Linked DNA regions of Xenopus tropicalis: region 2 is linked to region 1. Evidence: chromatin contacts called from public Hi-C data. All regions are on one chromosome and are shown on one strand. Each heading gives the region's core, a stretch centred on a gene start, on an enhancer-like site or on the middle of the called end of the contact. The rest is flanking DNA. Distances are from core to core; before and after follow the strand shown.

Region 1 (6,996 bases), core at 2,064-4,563:
TATGTTGCCTATGTGTGTCATACTCTGCCTGCCCTACCCTGCCTGTGTGTGTCATTCTCTGCTTGCCCTATGCTGCTTGTGTGTGCCATACTCTGCCTGTCCTACCCTGCCCTTATGTGTCATATTCTGCTTGCCCTACGCTGCCTGTGTGTGCCATACTCTTCCTGCCCTATGCTGCCTGTGTGTGTCATACTCTGCCTGCCCTATGCTGCCTGTGTGTGTCATACTCTGCCTGCCCTATGCTGCCTGTGTGTGTCATACTCTGCCTGCCCTATGCTGCCTGTGTGTGCCATACTTTGCCTGCCCTATGCTGCCTGTGTGTGTCATACTCTGCCTGCCCTATGCTGCCTGTGTGTGCCATACTCTGGCTGCCCTATGCTGCCTGTGTGTGTCATACTCTGCCTGCCCTATGCTGCCTGTGTGTGTCATACTCTGCCTGCCCTATGCTGCCTGTGTGTGCCATACTCTGCCTGCCCGATGCTGCCTGTGTGTGCCATACTCTGCCTGCCCTATGCTGCCTGTGTGTGTCATACTCTGCCTGCCCTACGCTGCCTATGTGTGCCATACTCTTCCTACCCTACGCTGCCTGTGTGTGTTATACTCAGGCCAGGATTTGTGGCCCGGGCCTAGGGCGGCACAAATTTGGGGGCGGCATGCCACACCACACCAAAAACACTAAACTTTTTCTCCCATACGGAGCAATGGGGACCTCTCCCCCACTGATCCGTATGCTAGCGTAAAGCCCCGTGCATGCGTGATCGCGAATTCGCACATGCCCAGAGGGAGGGGGTGGTGTTGGCGACGGAGAGGGGGCGGCCTCGGAGCGCCCAGATTACAAATCCGGCCCTGGTTATACTCTACCTGCCCTATGCTGCCTGTGTGTGTCATACTCTGCCTGCCTTATGCTGCCTGTAAGTGTCACACTCTGCTTGCCCTATGCTGCCTGTGTGTGCCATACATACAGGCAGCATAAGATATACAGTGACACAATGCTGTCTGAGTTGTGAACAATGTGGTTACAGCTTGAATCTGAAGTGCAGGGGGTCCATTTAAAGTTTACACAAAGGTAAGCAGTCACAGCAGCCCAACAGTAGAGGGTGCAATACAGTGGGGGGCTGCTGGCTGCCAGTTGGACAGCCCTGCCTTAGATCATAAGAAGGTTACAGAAACATCATTCTGAACAGTTCCAAAAGGACAGCAGCCCAAGGCAAGTCTCAGCGCTGGGCAAAGCCAGCCAGGTACCCTAGGCAAATCAGCCAGCCTCTCTGTTCCCTGCACACTTGTGTGAGCATGCATGTGCCAGCAAGGAAACAGGAGGGAGGTAATAAGGGCAGGTGGGCAGTAAGAGGATAAGGGCCTGGACTAAAGGCTGGAAAAAAAGGTAGATACCTAGTGCCTTCCCACTATTGTCACCTTAGACACCTGCCATGTCTTCTTCCTACCACTAATTCCAGACCTGGTAGGTCCTACCCCCAGCCTTCACTAGCACTCCGACCCCTGATTTCACCCTAACTGATGTTCAAGCTGTGCTTCAGGAGTATATAGGAGAGCAAAGAGGCATTCATGTCAGCCCTTACCCAAGCTGGCCTTAAGGCAGACCCCCAAACCACCTTAAGCAGGACAGTCTCACAGTTTGGAAACCACTTATCCTGACAGATATTTTCTCATATCTGTTCACACTGGTTCCCCGATCCCATTTAGGGGGAAAAATTTTGACTCACAGCAAAGAATAATTGCAGGGAATGAAAGGCAGGAAATAGAATGAGAAAAGAAAAATAATAGAAATGACCTCCCCTTCCTTCCTTTAAGCAATGCCTCACCCAAACAATTAGGCAAGTACTACCAGCATTCAGTTTCTCTCTTTATTAAAGTGCCTTATTTTCGTTTATAGTAAAAGAGCATTTAACAAAATCCCATTTTGCAGCCTTACCATTCAAGGCGTTGGCTCTGGGGTGACAGAAACCTGGACACTCCGGCAGTCTTTTACATTCATATTTCTTTTAGCTTATTTCAGCAAGTCCCTAATTCTCCTCAAGCCCAAAACACAGAGCAAACGTTCCACCAATAGTTATGGTGCCAAAGGGCATTTGCTGGGTGCAAAGCTGCATCAGGCAGAGCTCTGCTACTTCTACACTATTATACATGAAGGGCTGAATAGTATCGTTCCAAAAATGTGATTTTGTAGAAAGGGGAAATATAGTGATAATATTTATATCATGTAAAGTAGGTAGAGATATAACAGTGGTAGCTAAAGAGCGTACAACGAAAAGAGACACAACGATATAAAATGAATGAAGAAGCAGGAGCGATTCTGTAGCGTCTCTTCAGCTGCGAGGGTCTCAGACAGGGGGAGTCCCGCTCCTATCAGTGATGCTCAGGAGTCACCCTGTGAGGGGGAAGGATCGCTCCCCGGCAATTGGTTAAGGTTCCTCCATGTGTTACATTAGCATAAGGACACGCCGCTCCCGAACGATCCACTTGGGGGCCAGAGCCAACCGTGCGTCACTCCCTTTGGTGGGAAGAAAGTAGAGGAGGCAAGAAGCATGCAAGTCAATCTGTGCCAATGGCATCACAAGGAGAGGGATGGCAGCTCGGATGAAAAGGAGACCTCTCCCACGGTTCAGTCTCTCCGCGATATGAATCTCACAAGAAGCGCCCAGGCTGCTGTTATTAATTAAGAAATCCCCCAGTTTGCGGAAAGCTGTGCGTCTCTGTTAGGCTGCTGGGCATCACTTGCGATCCATGCCAACTCAATTTGGTTTTCAAGCACAAAGAGCGAAGTAAGTCATTTATTCTTGTTCCCTCAATCAGAATGTTCACAGGGCACAACCAAAGGCTGGAGGGTGGGTTGGTATATTTGGGGGTGCAGAAAGGAATTCCCCTCGTTAGAATATTGCTAGCTAGTGCTTGGTGAGCAGGGTGGGCAGTAAATTGACTGTACTCTCCCTGATCATTAGCAGAAGGAATCGTGAAGCCCATTTACTGGCCTGCTAATAGTGCAATGTATAATTCATGTCTTCGGGATGTGGTTGTTTCATTGAAGGGAATTTGAATTTGTGCAAACTTTGCTCAGCCCTTGTACTACACCCTGTATACCTAGGAGCTGTTCTTTCCCTTTATATGATTCATTTTGGGCAAATAAAGCAGATGTTTAATATACAGAATAGGAAGGGACATTTTATGACAAAGATGTTGCAACAGCAAAACCTTTATGTGCTTTTAATAACAGGCGTTTCTTTTTCAGTCCTGTAAGGGGGACCTGTTACTGAATGATCATCAAGGATCCTAAAGGTTTCCTGACCCTCCGTCTATAGAAGAGCCTTCCGTTTTTGTGCATTGCTGTGAGATACCAAAGGAAGGTATCATGGCTTCCGAGGAGTCCCAGGGGGTGGCAAAGTCTGCGGTGGAAAAATTATCCAGTGCCATGGGAGACAGAACTAAGCAAATTGGCACCGCAATAAAGGAACCTCATCACCAGAGACGGATAATCTTGATCATTGTGTGTGTGGCTCTTTTTCTTGATAACATGTTGTACATGGTCATAGTCCCCATTATTCCAGACTATATTCAAAATTTGAGAGCGGACAGAGAACATGCGAAAAGCATTAATTCCAGTAGTCAATATAGGAATAAATCTTTTGCCATTAGACCCCAATACCCAGCAGAAAACGAAGATATGCAGATTGGAGTCCTGTTTGCTTCTAAAGCAATCCTGCAGCTACTAATCAACCCACTAAGTGGAACTTTTATAGACAGGGTTGGATATGACATCCCCCTTCTTATTGGACTGGTAGTTTTGTTCTTCTCAACAGTCATATTTGCGTTTGCTGAAAACTATGCCACCTTGTTTGTAGCTAGAAGCCTCCAAGGTTTGGGATCTGCGTTCGCAGACACTTCTGGAATTGCCATGATAGCAGATACATACACAGAGGAGGCTGAAAGAAGCAAAGCTTTAGGCATAGCCTTGGCGTTCATCTCATTCGGTAGCTTGGTGGCGCCCCCTTTTGGGGGCATATTGTACCAGTTCGTAGGCAAACGAATGCCTTTCCTAGTTCTGGCTAGTATCGCTCTTATAGATGGCGTGCTGCTATTGTTAGTCATTAAACCCTTTACTAACAGGACTAGAGCCAATATGCCAATTGGCACCCCCATCCACAGACTGATGATAGATCCTTACATTGCTGTGGTGGCAGGTGCTCTTACCACATGTAATATTCCTTTGGCATTCCTTGAGCCCACCATAGCAAATTGGATGAAAACGACAATGGATGCATCAGAGTGGCAAATGGGTCTTACTTGGTTACCAGCCTTCTTCCCTCATGTCCTTGGTGTCTATATAACTGTAAAGCTTGCAGCCAATTATCCTCACTACCAGTGGTTTTATGGGGCTATAGGAATGGTGATCATAGGTGCAAGTTCTTGTACTGTTCCAGCATGTAAAAACTTCTGGGAGCTAATTGTGCCCTTGTGTGGGATCTGCTTTGGCATAGCCCTAGTAGACACTGCCCTACTGCCAACCCTTGCCTTACTCGTAGATGTTCGCCACGTATCGGTTTATGGAAGTGTTTACGCCATAGCTGATATATCATACTGTGTGGCATATGCCCTAGGACCTGTAGTTGCTAGTCAAATTGTTCATACTACGGGTTTCACCCAACTTAACCTCGGTATGGGTCTTGCCAATGTCCTGTATGCACCGGCTCTTCTGTTCCTCAGAAATGTGTGTCAAATGAAACCCTCACACTCAGAGAGAAATATATTGTTGGAAGAAGGCCCTAAGGGCTTGTACGACACTATTAAAATGGAGGAACGAAAAGCCAAGTCTCACAAAAGAAATCCTAATGATGGGATGAACGACAGTATCATGGACAATTATCATGAGCCCCATAAAGGTATCTATGGGTCGGAAGAGGACTCATCTGATTATGAGTACAGTTAAATCTAAGTTAGTTCCGAAGATTCAATTTTCGTCTGTTTATGCAGCAACATTTAAAGTATCAGTTGTTCAGTTGTTGTGATGTCGGGATGTTTTCTGTCGACCTATTTTTTATGATTTGTTTGGTGACAGACCAAAATGGAAGGAAATGGAATATGGAAAATCCAGAGTTAAGGATAGGTGCAGTATTGTGAAAATGCTTGTTTTTATCTCAGACACCCAAGTGTGAAATACTGTATATCTGTACAAAGTTAAATATATAAATATATTATACAAATGGGATTATTAAACTTGCATATTCAGGGAAATAAACTTAATATTGTAAATACCTATATTTTGTGACATTGAATTAATAAATACTTACAACGTTCTGTGCCATTTGATTTGCAGGACACATTCCCTGTACTGATTGGTTATTCTATAAAATGACACATGCTGTTAACACTGCGTGCTATTCAATACAATCTGAACAAATAAACGGTTATACAAACATAATTCTGGTGTGTTTGTCTTGAAACTTTTAAGAACAGTCTCAAAAGTATTCACTCGGGGACTGGAGGTATCTAAGCGCACTAATATTGTATATGTGATTGTGTTTAGAGAGAACCAAACACAGAGGGATATACAAGTACATACATGTATAGACAGACGATATATGGACTGGCAGATGCACTTGACAGATGAGCTTCATGCACCAGTCCTTTCTTCTTTATCTACTAAACAACTTGCTAAACACCATAAGGAAAGAACCTGCCAGAACTGCCCTTAGATTTTACAACTCAACAGGTTATACTGGAAATTAAAGTACGACTTAGTAAAGGAATTATCGTTTAATTAAGGTTCAAACAGCAGAGGATATTTTGGTACACAATTTTGTATCAAAGTGTCATAATTTCGTTTCTCATAAGTTGTATTCTCCCAATAAAGCTGATGTGTTCAGAAAAAAATGGGGAAATATGCACCAATTAATTATTTTAAAGCAGTACAAAAACGATTTTATGTTGCTCCCCATGCCCGTTTTTAAAATCTAGTACCCATATGCCTGATTACTTCGAAAAATCCCGGCTTTCCATTCATATTCATATATTAGAGAGTGTCCATCAAGCTTCCCAGGGTGATGGTGAGTAGAAACCAGAGGCGATACATCAATCATATTATGTGCCTGTGACTGCCATCCTGTCAGTCCACCAATCACATAACTGTGTCAGGTTATCAAGAGCTTTTCTGCACACCTGTTCGTGGTATAATATACCAAGCTACCAGCATTTTGTCAAATCCGAAAAAAATATTGGATTATCCTCTGCATGTGTTTAAAAACCCACCTCCTTATTTTCCAGATATATAGTAATACATTAAATAGGAAGACAGGTGATTGTGAGAGGCTGCGAGTGTGAGTGGCTATGGGGGGTGTCTCTTTGTTTTTTATTGGCTTTTATAAATTAAAAAAGTTGGAATTATTATCCCTTAAGCTTATTTTAGAAACGTCATTAATCATACCATGGGAGTGGGAGAAATGTTAATTAAATCTTGCAACAACTGATCAATATTCTAAGGGGCAACTATAACTCAGCGAGTGGAGATTAATAGTGATAATATTAAATGTGCCCCACTGACGTATCGTTCCTACTGGTGCAGAGTCTCTTTAACCAAGGTTGGTAGCAAGGATTCTGAAGCAGTGAATAGTGAATAGACAAATGAGTGTGCGAGAGACATACAGATGTGAAGACGAGAGGGAGAAACAAATAGAATGAGATATTCAGTTCATTACATTCTCTATAGCTTGTGAGCAGTAATTACATTATTCAGACTGATAAGGGAATAAGAAAGACACGCCCTGTGTAAGTGTAGCCTTTCCACAAATAACATGCATGCTTCAGGCATGCTGCAGATTGTATAGCTTGGTTTCTTTTGTTCTGTGCTGTCTCCATAAAACTTTCAATATTGTACGACTACTAGTTCAAGTCATCTATTCATCCAAGGAAAGAGAGTTGTGCTTATTTGCTTGGCAAAACAATATGCAGCTGCCATTCTGTGTGGCATATGTGTTGGCATTAGCTTGA
Region 2 (6,996 bases), core at 2,122-4,621, 130 kb after region 1:
AATTTACATATCACTATCCCTTTAAGTGATGCCTTGTGAATACTATATCCATGCCAATATTTTTCCACATTAGACATATTCCTTAGTATTCCTCTTTAAAGGGAATGTTAGATAATACTAGGTGGAAAGGAAATAGTATAATAGTCTTATTGTATAGTACTATACAATAGTTAGAGGTCTGGGCTATTCTAAAATATGTAAACATTTGTATGTAATGCAGGGGTTCAGTGGGGCTGTGTATTGCCACTGGGTAATCTATTTGCATTAATTAATACACAAGCAGCTGTCAGCTTTTTATGTAACTCGTCTCTTTTCCAACTAAGCCAAGTGATTCCTATGCTGCCCAACAGATGCTATCATTTGGATAGACTTGGTGAAACATCCTGAAGGCAAAGCTTAACCCTTCATAAATAACAAAAATAGTGTCAGAATTATAAAATAATGAATAGATTGTAGGATGGGCCATACTAAGGATAGTTTATGCAGTAACTAACATAGATTGCAATATATATGGAAAGTGAGGGCATTTTAGGGTAATTAACAGGATATAGTATAAATTATACTGTATTGTCAAGTAAAAATTAACCAATTGATAAACTGTATCATAATAAGTCAAAAAATCGAACTGGCACATGTATATTGTTTGTTTGTTTTTTTTCAAGGCACTTGTCACCTTAAAATTGTCTCCCCCACCGAAGTTTCGGGCTAAAAGAGCCCACACTCTGGTTGAGGGAAACAACAGGGGCTTTTTTGTTTTTTTATTATTTTTTCAATGTCCCCACTCCTAGTGCTCCAGAGGGAGCTCCTGGTATGGGCAGCCATGTTATGGTACTGAGAATAGTGCCACAGCTTCTTCTCTTTACGTGCCTGATGTCACATACATGTGCATAATGAGTGTGCACTGAGGGAAGTGCTCATTTTGCCCATGTGTGCCACTTAACATGCCTAGTGCTTTTTTTTTAAAAAAAAAAACACTGCTTCCTAACCAGAGTATCAGCTGTATGGGCCCACACTTCTGGTGAGGAAAACAATTTTGGGGTGAGATGTGACCCCACTTTTTTGTGATGTTTTATATGCTCATTCACGATAACCCAACAGGAAAAAGTTGTAGATGTAACAGATGCATTGGGGAGTAAAACACCCAGCTCTGTCCTTTCATTGGCTGATGTAACCCAGTATGTATGCATGCCCTTGGTTTGTGTGTGTGAGCACAGTGCATCATAGCTGCCTGCCAGAGCAACAGACATTTGTGGTTAAGGGCAACATTTCATTTTTGGATAATCCAATAGCACATAATGTTAGAAAGTTAATATATATATAAGACTATATTTTTATAGAGACCTTCAATGTCCACTGGTATTGTCTCCCTTTAAAGGAGAACTAAACCCTTCCCTATTCCCAGTCTCCCCTCCACCACCCCCTGTCCAAGTTTCCTCCCTGCAAGAGCTATTTAGTCCTTGTATGCTAACCTACTATAAGTCTTCAGAGCTGTGTGCTGAGTTTAAAGGTGCCATCTCCTGTCTTCTAAACCTCTTCTCTCAGTTGTCAGTAAAGATCTTGCAAAAGCATGCACAGTTGAAGCTGATTCAGGACATGGATTCAACTGTGAATGCTCCCCCAAGATCTGTGTCAGCGCTCTAACAGAAGAGGATCTCAAGACAGGGGAAGAAGAAGCCCCCCTGAACGCTGCTGCGCAGCTCTGCGTATTTATACACAAGTTAAGAGCAATAATTTGCATATTTTTTCCCACTTTAAACCTGCAGTGCAAGATAACCATACCTTTTCTTTAAAACAAAACACCTTTAAAAGATACAGTAACTATCTTAAGTTATCACCCAGCTACTGTCATTTAGGTAGTGCCACCTACTAGACAATAACTGTCATTTTAAGGTGGTCACTCAGTAACTAACAAAGTGCAACAATTCTGCTGTAGATTATGGGTTAGTAAGTAATTGCTTCTGTAAGGTTAAACTGAATGCCAGGTTGGTTTTATGGTTTCTCATGTTCAGGCTTTGGGCCTATTACACATGTCTATAATCATGCATACAATGCATTTTTTCCTTTATTGCATTCATCAACCAATGATGTTTCTGTGTGTACAGATACCTATGAAACGATGCATAACAAATAGGCATAAGAAAACTATTTAGTGTAATTAAACTTACTAGTACACCAAGCAAAAATAGAAGAGTAGTGGTTACTTCTACAAGTGCAAAGTCTTCAGTTAACTAATTTCCAAATAAACAGCCCTGCATGTAAAATGTTTTATAAACAAGCAACATAGATTTCATTTTACATGAAGCGATTTCCCTAGGTTGACATGCAATTGGAAACCCAGGCCTTTCTGAGTGATAGTCAAGTAAGTTAAACTGCTGGACACTCGTTTTTAGGGAGTTAGCCATATGTTGTCAATGAGTACAGCTGATTGCTCAATTCTGGGGAAACTGGCCATGGTGGTGGGTGTAACATCTTTGCACTGCAACTTGTCTTTAAAATTTTAATAACATGACAATGTTATACAATACATTATTTATTTAAGCTCTACGGCAGCCTTGCTTTGTGGTGGGGCCCCTTCCACTATTTCCACCCTCTGCTGACCTTCTGGGATCAATACCCTGCCATGTATGCAATATATGTGCTGGTAAAGCATTATACTTTTTAGAACTGTGAGTTCTAAAACCTGGTTTAGCCAACTCATGTAAGGTGCTGTTAAACTCTCTTTTCCCCCTCCCAATATATATATATATATATATATATATATATATATATATATATATATATATATATATATATATATATATATATATATATATATATATATATATAGATAGATAGATAGATATAGATATATTTATAGATAGATAGCAACAGCAGAAGCCACCAAGCTGCTAGTAAGACTGTTCTGTAAGCTGAAGGGGAAGCAGATTTCTCTGGAACCTATAAACCCTATTATCTATAGCTTTCCACCAAAAATCTGGTACCTCAGCCAATTACCAAGCAGAATATGCAGCTACTAAGCGTAATTATTTATACCACACCATACATTAATCAGCTTTAATGATGGGAAGTCGCCCTTGGCAGCCCTATCCCCTTCCCGTAATACAGAGAAATCTCAATGAAACGATGCAGACGCCTTATTTCGCTCTGACATGTTGTTTCACCCGCAGAAAAAAAACGCAACAATGGGCGGAGAGTGACAGGACACGGGGGAAAGAGCGTTCCGTACGGTTAGGGCTTTATTACCTGAGGCTCTGCATTTGCTACTTATAAGCACCGACCCAGGGAAACGGTCCGATCCGCAGGTTCCGTGACGTCACACAAGCGAGAGTTCCTGGAACACTGCTGGGAGGGCTGGGGAGGAGGAGGGGCTAGAGAATTGCACTGAAGCGAGGGTTGGGGGGTGGAGTGCTGCTGTCCTTGGTGCTGAAGGACTGAAGGGAATCAATTAGGATAATTACGATGAGTAAAGGAAACAAAAAATATAACAACTACGATTCGCCAGGATTTATTTGGTGGCCTTACAGATCCTAGTGGAATCAATAATGAAATAAATATGAATATCCTGCCAAAATTTTTATCACCGTATGGGATTTGGCCTATTTTAGCCGCCTATCTATTAGATGACGATGTTGTTCTATAGGCTTATGGTGAAAATAATACTCGTAATAATGCGAGATTTTGTTGGCAGAAATCACATCTACCAATAAGTGGTTAGCTCTTTTTCAGTCAGCTATAGGTAGACAATAAAAACAAAAATTTTATTGGTTGCTATGTTTTAATGCCCAGGTGCAAATTAGCCCCGTGTTACTAATTAGCCCCAGGGAGATGGTGGTAGGATGTCCAAGTGAAGCTTGTGTCTGTAAAGGTGTTCAGATGAATATGGAATTAATATAGGAGATGGCCACAATTCGAGTTGGAAGTAGGTAGAGTTAGGGCCAGAACTAGGGATATGCAGAAGAGGCACATGCCCAGGGGCAATTGTGGAGGGATTTGCCTCTTCTGCCTCTAGTTTGGGACTTGCTCTTGGGTCTCTGATGAGATGGGGAAGGGATAGAGGCAGTGAGTAGAGGAGGGTAGGTTGATTGTGAATCAGCTAGCACCGAGCAGCAGGGGGCATGTGGGGAAATAGAGGCCGAGCAAAGAGTTGATTGAAAGCACATTGGTTAGCAACAGTGTTACATATCTGCACAACAGATGAGAGTCTTGGAATGATATTGTAGAATTCAGTATGAAACTTTATAACTTGTCACTGCCACATAATATTCCAGAGTGATACGAAGCTTTCTAAATGGATAAAAATACAATTCATGGTAGATATGGCCATAAGCTTTTCTTTCACATGCTATCTGAGCTCAATGCCATTGGATGACTGCCCATGTTTAGTGTCTACCACACAAGCACTGATAGAGATTCGAATGTGCAGTGAATATAAGATCAGATAGAGGACTGGGAGGATTAAAACTGAATATCAGTACACAAGCAATAGTTAGCAAAGGGATATATATATATATATATATATATATATATATATATATATATATATATATATTATCCTGCTATTTTTCATTTGTTTTGTTAATTGAAATTGCTGTGTGAATTATTATTCATTTACTAACATTAATTTATAAAGGGCCAATATATTCTGCAGCACTGTATAATAAATGGATGTATACACTAAACATACAGATTTCATAAAAAAAACTAACCAAGACAAGAGGTAATGAGGGCCCTATACAATTAAGTCTGCCTCAAAAAGAATAAAAGTGTCCATACCCACCCAAAATGATGTTGTTCATTTTGAAAAAACATCTTTGGTGTTTATAGGGTCAAATTCCCCTATTATTGAAAAACAATTTGATGTTTGATGGAAAAGTAGATTTAAATAAATAATAAAAAGTGTATCCAGATGTGTAATGTATCTATACATGTGGCACTGTCTAGAAGGAATTTCTCACAAAAAGGAGTAGAGGAGCATGTATTTTGTGAGGAGGCCAAGAGTTTTCTTCTAATGTACATATGTAAACATATTTGTTGTTACATACATAAGAGCATATTTATCAAAAATGGTGAAAGAACTGTTCGCCATTTAAGAATCCTATAGATCCTGTCCAAGTGAATCTCAACTCACTTGAAAAGAATTTATAGAGTTCTAAAGCTGTGCACTTCCCCTGTAGAAAAAACTGGCAAACTGTCCTTTCATCTCTGAAAAACTCTCCAAACTTTACTAGTGATATTTAAAGAAAAAGTAAATCCAGTGTTTTACTGCCCAGTAGCTATGCATGTGCATAAGTGGGATATGACTGAATGGCTTTTCACTATAAATTTCAGCACCCTAATGCATGTGCAAGTGGTCCAGGACAGTAGTAGTTGATCAATATTTACAATTTCCAGATACTAGAGAGGCCAGGGCAGGCAAGCGTGCTTGGTGATAGCAGTGGAGGGCGCAACCAATGGAGGGTCACCATTTGGGAGCATCAGGAAGGTCAGAAAACAGCAAACACATGGTTAACACATGCCTGATGTTGTCTGGGGCACCTGGGACAATCTCACCACAGGGCTCAGTCCATCCCAACCTCTGCACGTTATCTAGTGGCAAGAGGAGGGCGCTGGAGTGGCAGGGGGGTGTTAAAAGCTGTCCTTCTGCTCCTAGAAACTTTTCTGTTAGAGATTATAAATTTTACAATCTGTGGCAGATAAACCCTTTTTTTTCCACATATTGTCAATTTTACAATCTGCATCAATTATGTGATAATAATATTATAATTTATTACCAGTTGACATTGACAATTTAAATGTTTTAATTTATGAATACTGTGTACTTTTGTTATGCAAATTGTTATATCTGGGTTAAAGGAAAACTATACCCCCAAACAATATAAGTCCCTATAAAAATATATAGTACTCCTAAATAGAAATATGCCATTTTTTTAAGGGCCACCTCCTGGGATCATAGGATTCACAGTGCACACAAGCCAAGGCACACATACATGCTAGGCCACATCAGCCAATTAATGGACAGAGTTCTGCCTTTTGCTTCCACACTACTTCCTGATACAGTTAAAGCTGCATTCTTTCTGGTCATGTGATCTCTGAGGGAGCACACAGCCCATCACTAAATGGTGGATTAAGGGAAAGGATGTAAAAGGGCTATATTTACTGATATATAAATGTCCCCTGTTTCTCAGTCTGTGACATCACCAGCCTAGCTACAGACTGGGGAAGGACCCGATTGGCTGGATGCCCCAGTGCACATCTAGGAAGAGGTGTGCTTAAGTTTGGAGCCAAAAATCAAGGGGCGGGCCCAGAGTTGATAAAGAGAGCCCCTGTTGTTTTTGCCAGTTGTTGGAAGAGAGATCCAGAGTGAGCACCCAGTACCAAGTGTTGTGAGTTCAGACTGAAAGGATAAGAGTCTGCTTGGTTGCCTGTAATTTCAAAGTCCTCTGTGGAATCTACGTGTGTCCCCTGGTGTGAACAGGTATTTATCGTTTGCCTGCTATGTGGGAGAAGCCACCTTTCCATAGGGGAAAGTACTCTGGGGCAGGTAGCGCTACCTGGGGGGACTTAAGGGAAGGGACTGAACTGATTTAAGGGTTGGGGTCTATCCGGATCCAAGTTGGGACTGGGCACCTACAGAGACTGTGCCAGGAGTGGATAGACTGCACAAATTCCTCAGGACAGGAAATTCAGTTATCCCTAAAGCTGTTTTACATTCTATTTCAACTGTTATATAACGTTTGATATTTCTGCAACTGTGTGTGATTATTCCACTAGGTGGAGGCACTGCGCTAAAATCCCAGTTCCCAGTATCTTATTATTCAAAGAGAACGAAAATCTCCTGTACTAAAGCCTATATACAGCCCAAATTAAGTGAGTGTGCCAAGAAAGGGTTACATATGTATATATATGTATTGTCATGCCAGCATAGCATGTCCAGAGTTAAACTTGGCAGCATTTGGCTTTGTGTCCACAAGAGACCATTAATTAATTAAATATGCA

The links. A called contact is a pair of places that touch in the nucleus more often than the background predicts.
Region 2: a contact with region 1 is called in a Hi-C map of neurula embryo, with 1.7 times the contacts expected there. The contact joins the promoter of ogdhl here to the promoter of slc18a3 in region 1. A contact is called at or near these places in 2 of 5 Hi-C or Micro-C datasets (neurula embryo and tailbud embryo).

What each region holds. Positions count from the first base shown.
Region 1 is chr7:52,632,707-52,639,702 of UCB_Xtro_10.0, forward strand. slc18a3 (solute carrier family 18 (vesicular acetylcholine transporter), member 3) reads left to right here and starts at 3,314. Exons shown (of 1, transcript NM_001079391.1): 1 at 3,314-5,266. The coding sequence starts at 3,365. The coding sequence ends at 4,939.
Region 2 is chr7:52,762,663-52,769,658 of UCB_Xtro_10.0, forward strand. It overlaps ogdhl (2-oxoglutarate dehydrogenase-like, mitochondrial), which reads right to left and starts at 3,372. Exons shown (of 23, transcript XM_002933905.5): 1 at 3,244-3,372.